2 separate regions of the Gossypium hirsutum genome follow, and region 1 is linked to region 2. A link is a contact called in public Hi-C data. All regions are on one chromosome and are shown on one strand. The core of a region is the stretch at or near the end of the contact, and the rest is flanking DNA. Distances in the headings are between cores, read along the strand shown.

Region 1 (3,456 bases), core at 649-3,148, 43 kb before region 2:
AACAATTGGGTTAAATATTTTTATTATTTAATTATTACAGGTGATGCATAATAAACAGTCGATTTTTAAAATGATTATCTTGATGTGAATAAAAGTAACATGTACTGATGTAACTATTTCATGCAATCTTTTAAATTGTTGGTATTTAATATTTTTATTTGATACATATTCGAAAATAGACGCGTATTACTTTCCAAACATATATAGAGAAACATATAAAATTTGAGTATGCTTAGAACATATGGACAGCAGCAAACATAACTTATGTGACACATGATACCCTAATTTCAATCTACATTAATGAGGCTCTTGAAAATTTTGAGGTCTTGTATTCAAGTTTCAGATTTATTTTAATTGAGTTGTCTAAATAGATTTTAGTTTGTGATTTAAGCTCAGTTAATTATTTAATGTTTTATGTATTTAATTATTTTTATGATATTATTCATCTAATTATCTTTTTGTATAATTTTAATTTATTGCGATCAATGATGAGACTTTAAGATTTTAATGATCCAAGTTCAAGTCTCACCTTATTCAAATATATTTCAATTTCACTTATATTTGTATTTATAAACTCTTTAGAAGACCGACTCCAAAAGAAAAAAGAAAAAAGAAAACCCTAATTTTCAATCATAATTAATATGTACTTACATGGGACACTCCCAGCTGTTAGGATAGGGAATTGGTCGTTTGAATTGAACTGTTTTGGTGTTTCCCATGTCTGTGGGACTTAATTGTGTTATCCTGCAAATTTACAAGTGAGTGGACGTAAATGATTTTAAATTAATCAACTATAAATATAAATAAACCAAGATAAAATATATAATATTAAAATTATACATAAAATCAATTCAAACTCTACTTATCAAAGCTTATAAATACCTCTAATTTTCAAACATGCCTCCTTGGTGCCATACACTTGTAAATTATCTTTTATTATTTTCAATTTTTATTACATTTTGTAGTTTAATGCAATGTCCTTTTCATTTTGACTCTTCTTGGCTAGTTTTTCAATATTATTTGCCATCTTGTACCTTTCCAATTAATTTCATCACAGATCATTTGTGAAAATTTAAACCCTAAAAACATCTTCAATACGATGGCCACTGATTCCTCATTAATCCCTTCTCAATGAATGCCACTCAACTATAGATATTAATTTTTTATTTGATTCTTGAACAACTTTTATATTATATATATATTGATTGTTTGATGTGTCCTTTAAGTGAGGAGAATCGGATATTTATAATATACAATTATTGTTTATCGAAATGACGTCTTAGGTAAGCTCCATGCATGTCAACATGTATACTGTTCTAGACTTAACACGTGTTCATCGAACCACTCACTTGATTTCACACCCTTTGCCTACGAACACCCAGGAATATGAGAACCTGGCTCGCGAGCCCTTAATGTCTCTACCTTATGAGGCCCAGGTTCCTCCGTATCTACTCGAGTTGTGGGTTGGTAGTTCGGAGTTATATTCAGGTTTCGGGTTGGTAACAGGAAATACCATAACAATATATATATATATAAAGTTTTGTTAAAAAATCGCCATTAATTTTCTATTAATTAATGATTTAGAAATATAAATAGACTTGGATAAAAAGTAAACCTCATATGATCGGATTTTAACAAACATATATAATATTAATATCATATATAAATTTGATACCGACTCATGTACAAGCATATTGCAGGGGGTGTTGTTAATGCTGGTTTGTCTCATGCAGTGGCTCCTTTCGAAAGGTTCCAATGAGACTTTTGTCCTAAAGAGGTGTCAAGTCAGACTCCTTTTTCCTATATAAAAGCCTGAAAGGGCTTTTACTACCAACACTGCATTTCGGGGAGGGTGGGGTGTGTGGGTGCATTGCTGTCACCTTTGTAGGCCCACCGTGGCGGGCCATTCATTGCTCAGCCCAGGGTTCACATGTAAATGAATGCCTTTGCCATCCTTATGTAATACTTGCATAATGCTTGTTTATATGTGCTGCATCTACTTTTTCTTGCAAACAGCCTGGGATTTGAAACCCTCATCTTGTTTTCTTGACCCTATTTTTTATAAAAAAATTAGAGCTCAGAAGTGTTCATGACTAGATCGAATTTATATATGATTTTATATAATATATAAAATAAAATAAAAAATATATTATAAAGTAGACAACATTTTGAATCAAATTCAAGCCTTTAATATTAGAGCTGATCTATCCAAATTTTTGCCCATGTCACACCAGCTTCGTGAGCACAATATCACTGAAAATTTTAAAGAATAGATTGTGACACCACTTTCCCCAAGGTTGTAGCATTGTACTAAGAGAACATGTTTTGAGTTGGAATTGAGGTGAAGCTACACATTCATATCATACTCGATTTGTATTTACTATTAGGATTGGCATAAAGATACAATGTTACATTTGGTAGGAATATTATTTTTTATACATGTTTTAGAATATGGATTAACAATAAACTGATTCAATTGGTAACATTTAACCACTCTCATGATTTATTTTTAGTAAAGAGAAAGAAAATTTTTCGCTTATTTTGAAGATGTCTTATTTTTTATAAGAGTTATTAATTTATCTTTCTAATTTTTAATTTAAATTTGTACTAACTATTTTTTATTTTAAATCTAACTATTGTAATATATACGTAATAAATAAGCTTTTTCTTCTAATTATTACCCTCGTAACTAAACGAGACATATTTGTTATAATGCTAATAAGGTTTTAAAGTTCAATACCAATTCTAAATTTTTTGACAATTTGATATTCATTATGGATTACTACATTCTTGCAAACATATTCAATACATCCCAGGAAGAGAATAATAAACATTTGCATACAAATGTTTTAATAAGAAATTATAGATTTAGAACGTAGTATGAATTTTTTGATTAAATTGGTCTCACGAGTTAACCTGGTATCAGTTCGGTTGAAGAAATGACTAAAATAACTTATTATATACAAAATAAGTTATATTATTATGGATGTATTTCTGTCTTTTAAAAAAAACTTACATGTAGTGAAATTTGAACCTATGGTACTAGCATCTATAAAACCTTAACTTTACTACTTCAACCAAAGATTTAATTCCGCTTTGATATAATTTTTAATATTTGTACATAACAAGATTTTTCATCCACATTGTTATATCTTTACTGTAAATACCCGATTTTACCCGGGTCTAAAAGGCTCGAATTACAAGCAGGCTTGTATGGCCAAGTTAATAAGACAAAATAGTGGCCCAATTAACCCAAACCCGATTATAACAAAATAGGCCCAAAATTAGTGGCCCAAGTAATTTCAGAAACCCTAGGGTTTCTAGGGTAAACCACAGCTTTCCTCGTTCGCGCCGCAGCCCCGCATGATCGTTGTACCTGCACATCAAGAAAGAAAGCAGCAGTATATGGAAAGAAAAAGATTTGCAAACCAAATCAAAAATTGTTTCTTTATATTG
Region 2 (3,566 bases), core at 193-2,692:
TTCCTTTATAAGGCTTAGAATTATCTAACCCTCCATATTAACCAATTCAATGATAACACATGATAAGTATTACAAAGTATTAGAATTCATTGCCAACTAGTTAAACACATGACAATTTAACTGCCTCTTAGGAAAAAGAATACCTTGTCCAAATGTTCCAAAAATTGTCTAAAAAACATAAATTATCTTAAAATAACCTAATTACATCAATAAACACCCAAAACTCAAGAAAGCTAAGAGTATGCAATCTAGGCCGGAATTATTCAATATTCTCAAATGTTGACACTCTATAAGGTTCCCAAGCATGTTCGTACCCAGTATTCTTGGTTTTCGTCATGAATTGTATTTTGTTAGTAAAAGTGCTGATTTCGGGTTGGTATTGTAAACCAAGTTAATCTGGGAAGTTAAACCGAGAGGTTTCCAGGAATTATTGTTGGTCTAATGGTAGATCATTAATTAGTGATTAATTAGAATAATTTAGGTGGTTTAATTAGTTTTAATTATTGGGGAAGTGGTTAGGAATAGTTTTATATTTTCATTACTTACCCGTAATTTTATTTTCAATATTTATTGCAAATTTATATCACTTACCTTAATTATAAATCTCAAACTACACAATGTAAACAACCTAGTCGGAAAAGAAAAAATGCTATGCTGCAAAATCATTCACCAAATCTAGCGGGGGTGACTATTTGGTCGAATCGAGTAAAAATATTTCAAGTTAATCGAGTTGACGAGTCATATTTTATCATCCTAACTCAATTTAATTTTTTTTCGAATCGAGTCAAGTGCAATGAAATTCAAGTTGAGTCAAATTGAGTGAAATTATTCAAGTTAAGTTAAGATCTTGTTACAAATAGAACATAAATTTAAAACCATATATATTTGAAAACTTTTTCAAAGCAAAATAATAATAAAAAATAAGATACCTTAGTATTATAAACTTGAATCATTAATTAACTTATTTAGGTCCCAAAATTATTATTTTAGAACATTTTTTTTAAATTTTACTTTCTTTATGTATTTTTTACAGATTTTATGTTTTTTTTAAAAAATTTATAAATATTTTGAATTTAAAAAATTATTTAAAATTATTCAAACTGGATTGACTCAACCATATAAAAAGGAAAGAGGCAATAGAAGTATGGATGAGGGTTTAATATTATTGATAAAGTCGGATGCCTTGGGCCCTAAGTTTCAGTTCCTAACTTGTTTGTACTATAATCATATATTTATACTTATATAAACATTATATGCAATAATGAAAATAAATAAAATAAAAGGATAAGAAACAAGTGGTTGGAGGGCATGATTTTTGGATTAATGCATTGTCAAGTTTGACTAGACTTTCGATTAAAATGAAAGCTCACATGGTTATATGAGTAGTGTGTCTTTTACTTAAATATGTGGCCTTCAGCTCATATTTTGTCTGTGTATGTATATATAAAGTCACCGAAACATAGTCATAGAGTGAGCGGCTGAGCCCTTTGGCCATGGGGCTTGTAATGTACTGCAGCAGCCATGGGCGTCCCTATGGATTCTGTCGTGAAAAGTATGGATAAACTCAGCATCAGCGACGGCTGTCATCTATCGTCTACAGTTAAAAAAAATCAAGGGATCCATATGAAGAAATATTCTTTTTTACTTTCATATTGAGAAATTTACGGATGAATTTTCTTAAGGTAGGAAAAGGGATAAAGAAAGAGGATTTTAATTAACAAGTCAACATTCATAGGTGTCGAGTTCGAGATTATTTATTTAAATCTTAATTCAGACCTCAACTCTTATTAATGTCAAGTTTAGTTTAGCATTTTGGTTATTGACTCTTACTTGTTTGAAGTTGATCTCATGGGAGTTGATAGAGTAAAGCCGAATTCAACACCCATAAATGTCTAGGTTCTAAGTCTGATTTGTTTACCGTTAAACATATTCTTTTTGCAAGTATGAAACAAATAAGAGTAAATAGTCAAAATGTTAATCTGAACTTGATACTAATAAGAGCCAAGTTCAAAGTTCAGATTTAAATAAATAAGGTTGAACTTAACACTTATGGGTATCAGACTTATCACTCGAAATTCAATTTTCTTGTTTCTTTCTTGATTCCAAAAAAATTCAATGATCAAAATCCCTATACTAAACTCGACACCCCTGAGTTTTAAGGTACTCCTAAATAACCATATTCTAAGAAATAAGTTTTTTAGGAACGTATGTTGAGAATTAATATAAAATTTCTCAATATCAAAATAAAAAACCCCTGAAAGAAATTAGAATAAGATTTTTTTTTCATTTAACATGATCCATATTAGTTTCTAAAAATTTCCAAAATTTTTATGGAGTTTAATGAAATTTTCAAAAAAAAAATAGAATTAACATAATTAAAATTTTCAAAATCTTAAGAAATGAATAAAATTTTCAAGAAAATGTTTTAAGGGCCAAGCCTTCGGCTCCTATTACCATTTATTCCTGCAAAATAAACCCAAAATAAAACGATGATGAATTTAGCGACATCCATCCGCTTTCGTTAAAAAAAATGTACCAAATATTTTCATGAACCCAAATGAATTCATTCAACTTATGAAGCACGTCCAACTAAGAAAAAATAACTAAATTAAATTAAATTTCAAAAAATAAATCATTTATTGTCAAGGTTTAGTTTACAGGTTAGGCATAATTAATATTTTGAAATTTTTTTATGATTTTGGAACTGAAATATTTTGTTTAGAATTGAGTCGAAAATGAAAAACAAAAACAATTTTCATGTAATTTTTAATCAATAAATGTTAATTTTATTACAATTTAGTTATATTTGATTCTTTTTATAGTGCAATGATTAAATCGATTCATTTCATAATAGAAAGACTAATTTGATTAAGGTTGTATAATAGAGGGACTTGGTAGGTATTTTCACCCAACTTTTAATGGCCAAAATATAACCCATATTTTCCCTCTGAAACGACAAGTGGGGTTGAAGCCCAACCAAAAAACCAGACAAATGGGGTCTTCAGTCTTGACTGAGAATGACCCTCCATTAAACCCATGAATCTTTCTCTATATTACGAAAAAGAAAATATTTGGCCTCAATATTAGTAAATAAAGTGATAGTTATTAAAATCAGTCTGGATAATTATTTTTTTATTTTAACAAAATTTTAGAATTTTTATGATTTTTTGATTACTATAATTTTCTTTTAATTTCTTTAAGTGGTGATACCGTTCAATTTTATTAAAAATCGAAAGTTCAACTTGTTTGACCTCCAGTTTTATCTTTTTATTTATGAGTTGGGAATAATTTATAATATTGTGTCAAAAAATAATTATTAAATAATAATAATAATAAATCTCCCATTTGCAAATCATAATCATTAAGTGCAATTAGGTCCAATACAGGAGTCATTCTATAAATAAATAAATCGTAGGGTGGGTTTAGATGAGCGGTACGTTTACTTACAAATGGCGGTAGCGGTGTGATTAGATACTGTAACGATACTATAGTGTGAGACAAAAAATATGCTAAACGCATCATAACGTACCACACCACACTCAATCGCCCATCTAAACCCATCTATA

The links. Hi-C and Micro-C count contacts between places; a contact is called where the count stands out from the background.
Region 1: a Hi-C map of leaf shows a contact between it and region 2, with 3 times the contacts expected there. The contact joins two enhancer-like sites. A contact is called at or near these places in 19 of 34 Hi-C or Micro-C datasets (anther, callus, cotyledon and 3 more).

The regions. Positions count from the first base shown.
Region 1 is chrD13:5,503,698-5,507,153 of Gossypium_hirsutum_v2.1, reverse strand. No RefSeq gene overlaps it. Among protein-coding and RNA genes, the nearest start is that of LOC107919438, 29 kb to the right of the region's middle. Within about 2 kb of position 1,898, at least 3 of the 9 cell types and tissues checked have an H3K27ac peak or open chromatin away from gene starts, as enhancers often do. A contact at or near this core is called in hypocotyl and leaf, where this site is marked.
Region 2 is chrD13:5,460,152-5,463,717 of Gossypium_hirsutum_v2.1, reverse strand. No RefSeq gene overlaps it. Among protein-coding and RNA genes, the nearest start is that of TRNAP-AGG, 4.2 kb to the right of the region's middle. Within about 2 kb of position 1,442, at least 2 of the 9 cell types and tissues checked have an H3K27ac peak or open chromatin away from gene starts, as enhancers often do. A contact at or near this core is called in hypocotyl and leaf, where this site is marked.